Linked DNA regions of Mus musculus: region 1 is linked to region 2. Evidence: chromatin contacts called from public Hi-C data. All regions are on one chromosome and are shown on one strand. The core of a region is the stretch at or near the end of the contact, and the rest is flanking DNA. Distances in the headings are between cores, read along the strand shown.

What was found. A called contact is a pair of places that touch in the nucleus more often than the background predicts.
Region 1: a Hi-C map of Th2 cells shows a contact between it and region 2, with 2.9 times the contacts expected there. The contact joins two enhancer-like sites. A contact is called at or near these places in 1 of 39 promoter capture datasets (hippocampal neurons), 42 of 484 Hi-C or Micro-C datasets (the AML12 cell line, CD4 T cells, the HPC-7 cell line and 29 more) and 2 of 115 datasets of contacts at active chromatin or transcription factors (T-cell acute lymphoblastic leukemia and astrocytes).

What each region holds. Positions count from the first base shown.
Region 1 is chr2:10,013,219-10,017,083 of GRCm38.p6, reverse strand. The region is part of intron 2 of Taf3 (TATA-box binding protein associated factor 3); the gene reads left to right. Among named protein-coding and RNA genes, the nearest start is that of Taf3, 33 kb to the left of the region's middle. Within about 2 kb of position 1,928, at least 28 of the 459 cell types and tissues checked have an H3K27ac peak or open chromatin away from gene starts, as enhancers often do. A contact at or near this core is called in Th2 cells, where this site is marked.
Region 2 is chr2:8,867,771-8,871,562 of GRCm38.p6, reverse strand. No RefSeq gene overlaps it. Among named protein-coding and RNA genes, the nearest start is that of Gm30957, 77 kb to the left of the region's middle. Within about 2 kb of position 1,307, at least 2 of the 459 cell types and tissues checked have an H3K27ac peak or open chromatin away from gene starts, as enhancers often do. A contact at or near this core is called in Th2 cells, where this site is marked.

The DNA of each region.
Region 1 (3,865 bases), core at 679-3,178, 1.1 Mb before region 2:
GTCTATAACTACTTAACCAATAGAATCACTTTTGTGGCCTGAGACAGTAAGGGCACTGTGAACTGAAAAGCTTCACTACCACTTGGTTTCCTCAGTAAGTGGTAATAGCATCCTCAACAGGAACATTTAGGTGTTGGGGAGCAAAATGAGATCTTCCATAACAAACATAAGGGTTTAGGCTGAGATTGCTGTCAGTCATAGATTCTGGGAGTCTTTGAACTATGCATATTTATTAAGCCTTAGTTTAAGAAAATCTATGTTTAGTGAGCTTTATTTAAGAAGTTCTACTTTAGAACTGTTTTAGAATTCTTTACAGTAGCAAACATAGAAGCCATATAACTCTCAAGATTCCACCCTTTAGAAAGGATTTTTTCCTTTGTTGAGGACCCAGGTTTTATGTACCAGGTAGACAATGCCAGATTCAGTGTTTGTTCATCGAGATAGATAGGGTCTCTCTATGACACCCTGGCTGTCCTGGAGCTCTCTGGGCAGACCAAGCTGGCCTCAAACACACAGAGATCCTCCTGCCTTTGCCTCTGCTGGGATTAGAGGCCTGTGCCACTATGCCTGGCAGATTTAGTATTTTAAATGTGCAGGGTCATACACACACACACACACACACACACACACACACACACACACACACACGCACACAGTCTGTCTTGAAACCAGCCTTACAGCTTTAGGGCCAAGGCCAAGGCTCTCCTGTGGGTTACATTGCTCCCAAGTCATAACCACTGCTGCCCTCCAAAAGTAACAGAGTAGCTACACTTGCTGTTTAAAGCTTTATGTGCTCTTACATAAAGTGGTTTTTGTTGCCTGTCCCAATAGTTCTTAAGTGTGTAGCTCTCATATTGCTTAGTGTGGAGGTTAGCAGAATGGTCAGTCTTGTGCATTCTGAACTAGTAAGCTCAAACATCCTTAATGGGAATAAAGCCTGCCAGCCTTTGTCTATGTGGGTCTCAGCTGCAGGCCCTTTAGCAGCAGGAGCCTTGTCATATTTGGTCTGTGTTCCCAGACAGCACCATGGACATGGGCTTCTTGCTATGTCAGGATGCTGCAGGCTAACTGTGTGTGCTCCTGACTTAGATCTACAGTTGTCCACTTCTCAGAACAGTCTTGGCTTTTATAAAGCTTCTATGGGGAGAGATGTCTGTGTTGGGGGTTATTCTTTTCCTTTACCACCTCATAGACACCCCAGTACTGCCTATAAAGATCCACTGTTTCTGTAAGAAGTCAGGTGTCTTTGGAGTGATATGTCATGGGTCTAAATATTGATATTGTTTTGTGAGATGGGTATCTTTCTTTTTTAATTTCAAGACTGTATTTGGTTTTCAGCAGTTCAACTGTGGTTTCATCCTTTTATGCTTGAGAAGTGTACTTTTTCTTCTCTAGTCTGTCATCTTTGTGAGACCTCAGCTAAACATATGTTAAACTTCACTTTTTAAGATTTATTTTTAACTATGTATATGTGTCTGTGCAGCCATATGTGCACATGAGTGCAGGTGCCTGTGCAGGCCAACGGCTTCAGATCTCCTGAACCTGGAGTCATGGACAGTTGTGAGGCACACGATGTGGTTTCTAGAACCAAACCCAGCTTCTCTGCAAGAGCAGTACACACTCTTACCTGTTGAAGCGCCTCGGCAGCCCCAGGGTTAGACTCGTGCTTTGTTTGCTTTGAGACAGCGAGAACCTGAGACAGGAGAACCTCTTTTGGTTGTCTGAGTTGGACTCTGACTGCCTTTTTTCTTTGGCAGGCTTTGTTAGCATTTCTCCCTATAACTACTAAGTCCTAGTTATGCTCCTGGCATTAATGTTAGTCTATAGAAGAGTCTGAGTTTTGTTGCACTTTACTGATGAGTGTTGATTTTGCTTCTGTTGGTTGCTTATGGCAGCAGGAAGTTAGTTTGGCTGAACTCAGACTGGCAGCTGTGCGTCCCAGGCTGAGCAGCAGCTGAAGTCTGTTGCTTCGGCGTCACTGTGGGTGCTCCTCTTACTACTTCTGAGGTAGGTTATCATAATGTAGTGCAGACTGGCCTTCTGGCCATGGTTGTCAGATCTCAGCTCCTGGACTTTGGGGTTGCAGGTGTGTCACACCTGGCGCTTGCTTGGGATCCTGCCTTTTTAGCCTTGATTGACATATACCTGGTATGGAATAAATCCCATGTGTTTCAAGTCTGCATTTTGATAAGTTTTGAGATGTGTCAGTACTTCTGAAACCATTTTCACAGACAAATGAGAAAATATCCACCTCCCCAGGAGTCTCATCTCCCCTCTCCCCAGTTCTGTCTCCAGATAATCGCTGGCCTGTTTCCATCATAGAAAATGTCTTTTGTTTCTTCCCACTCACTCAATTATATTGAGATTCATCCATATCATTGCTAATTTCTATACTCCGGCCTTTATTGAGGAGTAGCAATTATATATATATATATATATATATATATATATATATACACACATACATATACACACACCATAGCTTATTTACCCACTCACCTGTTAATGGACATTCCAGTTGTCTCTTGTTTTACAGTTTCTGATAAAGTTACAGTGAGCATTTGTGCTTTCATTTATCTCAGATAAATACCCAGGGAAGGCTGAGAGAGATAAACTTTTTAATCTCTGATCTTGGGATCAGATATTGTCTATGAAAATGCAGAGAGCTCTGCAGGCCCACTTCTTAGCTTACGAGTAGGCCAGCTCTTTAGGCTCATTGTAGCTTTGCCATGAGGCCCTTGTCTTTCCACATCAGTCTTTGGTCAGGCTCCTGACTTGTGCAGAAAAGACTGTAGGGAGTTTGGGGACTGCATAGAGTCTCTAGGTCACTTTGGAGGAATTCCTGTTGTGGCACTGTTGAACCTTCCAGTTCATGAGCATGATTTAGTTCTTCCTTCCTAACTCACTTGGTTTTCCTTAGCATTGTGCAGTAGTTTTCAGTGTGCCTCTTATGCATAATTTATTAACTTACCCATACATATTTTATATTTAATGCTACATGACCTGGGTTTTATTTAATTATGTACTTGGCTTAAGAGCCAATTTAAGTTCAAAAAGCAAAATTGATCTGAACATACAGAAAGTTTGGCATGCCCACTGTATCTCCATCCACAGCCCCTGCCACGGACACACTAACTGAGGGTGTACTGAGGAGCACACTGTCAGCTTGCTATTGCTCCAGCTCTGCTCTTTACTTAGGGCTCACCCTTGCTCTGCAGGTTTTCTATTTTGACAAAACATAATACCACCATAATTGTTTAAATCAGAATTTATATGTAGAGGCCAGGATGCCCCACTCCTGGTCCACTCTCTCCCACTCCCCGTCTATCTCCTTTGTAGAGTTTGGTTGTCAGTCTCAGGCTCCATCCTGAGTCCACAGGAGAGTAGCAGTGCAGGTTTTTCTTTATGTCCAGGGACTTCACAAAGCCCAGGTCAGAGTCTGCCCTTAGACGGAAGGCCCAAAAGATGAGCTTCTCCTCAGTGCTGACCTCTCTTCTCAACTGTAACTGTCTTTCAAGTCTGCTTGCTCTTCCTTGCTTTCTAGAACCTTCACATACTTGTTTTCATTGTTTTATCCAAAGTTCCTATCTATTACCCAAGGAAGGCTCTCTCTGATATTAAATTTACACTTTGTAGAAACTAGACTCTGACAAGTTTTCAGACTTGTGTTTCAGGACCCTACCTACTCTGGTCCTGGGCCACTGATGGCCACTGGTTTAAGCCTTGTTTCTAAGCCTGTTCCCCTGGCATATAACTTACCCTTTTAGCTCTTTAAATAATCAAAGGAGTTTGTTGTTTGTTTTCCCTTTCTGGAAGTCTAAAGAGTTCATCAGAATATCTTGGTATCAGTTGCTCAGAGCTGCAC
Region 2 (3,792 bases), core at 58-2,557:
GCAAAGGGTTAATGTTTCTTGTTTCTCTTTGCGTATAATCTGCGGTTTTATTATTTGTTAGGTCTAGTTTGTACCACAAAGACATATTTTTGTCAAATTCCTTCAAACTTAACAAGAATATGGCTGGCATGGTGACTCATCTCAGGGTTCTTTCTTACTTCTTTTCACAAGTTCAAGAAAAAAGCTGTGAGAAAAATCACCTGTTGGAAGGTTATGTTTGACTCTAAGGTGTCAGGGGCATCTTTCTATACCATCCTATTCATTTTTGCAACAATATTTGAGTATCTCAATTTGGGTTTAAACTCACAATGTTGCTGAGGGTAGCCTTGAGGTCTTGATCTCTCTGCTGTTGGAATTTTTGACATGTGCCTCAATCTCTGGATTCATGGCTTGCATTCACAGTCTATGTAAAAACAAAAACAAACAAACAAACAAAAAAAGAAAATAAGTAATGGTTAATGGGAAAAACCTGAATCTAGTCAATCTTATAGCAAATAAGTCAATGTTTGTCCCATTCTTGAGCTCCAAACATCTCTTCAAGGACATTGTAAATGCATCCATCAGAAAGAAATGCTCAGTCTCCTCCAGCTTTTTTGTAAAGCAAATATTAGTGTTATTCTTATCAAGATTCACATATTTTCACCAAAGATTAATAAACTATAATGATTACAAATCTCTCCAAGTACTCTTTTTTAAAGGCTAATGCGAAGGAGCATATATATTTAAATACTCCTTTGAATGTCTAAATTCAAAGCTAGTTGTAATTGGAGTAGATGAATTGAGGACATGTGATGATGTTATCAGACATTGAGATGTCACTTTGGGTATTAGTTCCACTCTTTGCAGAACTTTTCTTTGGATGCTATGTGTAGGATACAGGGCTTGTTAGTAATTGATAAGTGGGAGATGAAATAAATGAAATACCTTATCTGGAACTTATACATGCTATGAAGTCAATAGGCCGAGTACAATATCTACAAGGTTGAGTGAATCTGAAAAATGTCTCTGAAGATAAAGCAGGAAGAAATCCTGCAAAGAATCGTGAGAAAAAGCCCTCTAAGCACTGAGGATTCCAGGAATTTGGAACTGAGAAAGCAGACTGTGTGAGCTTTAGTTTATGAAGCAGAGGAGATGCTAGGTTGAACAGAGCAATGGGCAGTCTGTGAAAAGCTTAAGGAGGGATGGGGTAAGCTGCTACTTACATCATTGAATGATTAATCTATTTAGTGCTGAGAACAGCTTGTAACAAAGCAAGAATGGAAGGAAACAATCAAACTGAAAGTCTCCTTAGTCATCCAGAAAACACAATAATTGTGAGGTTACATTTGATAGGTATCACTGCAGTGGAGTGATAATATGACAGTGCAGATGAGAGGAGACAAAGACCACAGATGTTTGACTCTTTTCAGTTATGGAAGCCTGGGAAGATGAAGGTACAATTTTTCAAAGTAAACTACATTTTTGCAGTGAACAGAAAGACAAAAATCAAACATTTTGCTTGGGGTCCCTTCAGAGACCTTTTGATTAAGCCAAATATGACAAATAGGAAAAAATGGGTTTCTATTTGACCTGTGAGTATCCTATGTTCTCCTGCCTCCAGGTACTCCAGCCCTGGAGACCCACTAGTTCCCTGGGTAGAAAGAGTGACTAGCTTCTAGTAACAGTTCACATTAACTTGATGTGTGGAATGTGTTGCTTCTGAGATGAAGTCATAAATCCTTGACTTCTTACTTGCTTGTTTTTCCTTTCTTCTGTCCTATATGTCTTGCTAGAAATCATAGAGGAGGGATGTATTTAAGGATGCTCTCACACCAGCTTGTGAAAATTAATTTCCCACATGCTCTGTGAATCTGTGGGTTGCACGTGAATGATCAACTGATCACTTAACAGACACTTCATGAGGGAACATGGACTAGAGAGTCCCATCTCTCAGCCTCTCTTGAATCATCAATAGGCAGACATCAAGACAGTAAATGCTGTCTTGTCCTTTTCTAAGCACTCCATCTCTGAAACTTGTGAAAAACAAACAATATCCCCTAAATATAATGGAAATTCACCAAACACTTCTCCTTTTTTATTTTTTATCTATTATTGGGTAACTTCTTACCTATACAATGTGCTTTGATCAAACCCACCTCCCAATTTGCTCCAACTCCTCCCAGATCTCTCCATATTTCTCCAACTTCATGTATGCTTTGTTTTTTTCTTAAACTACTGAGTCCACTTGGTGCCACCAGTGTCAGAATGGATGTAGGGGAATCTACTGGAACATGAGCAACCTACCCTTCATGAGTCCTTCCCTATCCATTTTGGAAATTTGAATACTTTAGAGCTTACATGTCTATCAATGATAAATAGATAACAAAAATGCAGTACATTTACACAATGGAGTTTTATACCTTTGAAGAAAAAAAAATTAAGAAATTTGCAGGTAAGCAGATCGGACAGGAAAAGTTTATATTCGTCTGAATTGCAAGCAAATAAGTTCTTTAGCAACTACCAATGTCTATTTACCAAAGCAATTGTTGACTGTTCTGGACCTTAGTGTATCTGATTTCCCATTCTCCAACACCAGTTAGCTCTAAACACCACAATCTATGCTATGGTTCTATTAATGTTGAATGGTGGCTCTAGTTTCCAGTCGGAAGAGTTGAGATTATGCAGCCTAGAAGGCTATCAGAAAGGGAATCAGGGAGCATAGACTGAGCAATAAAGGTAATTCAGTTCATAATTTGAAGGTTGGGAGAGATGACTCAGTTGGTAAAATGCTACCTTTGAAAACATGAGAACTTGAATTCAATTCTAAGAACTCATAAACACAAAACCTTGAGCGGTACTGGAGGCATATATTTCCGTCCATGGTGGCACACTCATGGAATACCAGCCCAAGGGAAGGCAGAGAGAGAGTTAGCTTCTTGGGGATCATGAGCTGACCAGCCCTATCTAAATGGTAAAATCTAAGCCAATGAGAAACCCACACCTCAATAAAGCAAGGAATGACACCTGTATTATTCTTTGCTCTTCACACACATATATGCACAAATATATATCTGCACATACATGAACACACAAATACAATCTTAGTTATGATTGATTATATATGGTCTATATACACAAGCAAGAAATTAAAGCAAAATCTCAGCAAGTCAATACCAGTTAATAAACAAACAATAGCTACTATTTCAGATTAGAAGTTAATAATTACTGAAATTTGCAGAATTTAAGAACCACTAGAGCCTCATCCCAGTCCCACCCTCACATACCCCTCCCTCCATTCTCACCCCCTTCTCCTCAGAGAAGGGGAAGCCCACCATATGTACCATCCCACCCTGGCACATCAAGGTGCAGCAGAACTAAGCGTATCCTCTCCCACGGAGATCAGACAAGGCCACCCAGGTAGGGAAAGGGGATGCAAAGTCAGACAACAGAGTCAGAGATAACCCCACTACAATTGTTACAGCACTCACATCTGCTACAAATATGTAGTGAGACTGAGTCTAGCCTCTGCATGCTCTTTGCTTGGTAGTTCAGTCTCTGTGAAACTCTATGGGCCCAGGTTAGTTGACTGTGTTGGTTTTGTGGGTAGGTTGAATCTCTATATTCTAACTCTAGAGAAAGAAGTAAATTATTGAAGCTACATTGGCTTGAGAGATTTTCAATTACTTCTTAAAAATTCTCCTTTATTTCCTGAAGGGATATCACTTCATATTTAGTATTGGTGTTCTGTCTTCGTACCCTTACTCTTATTGGGCCATTTCCTTCCTCTTCATCAATGTGCTCTTGCTTCAACTC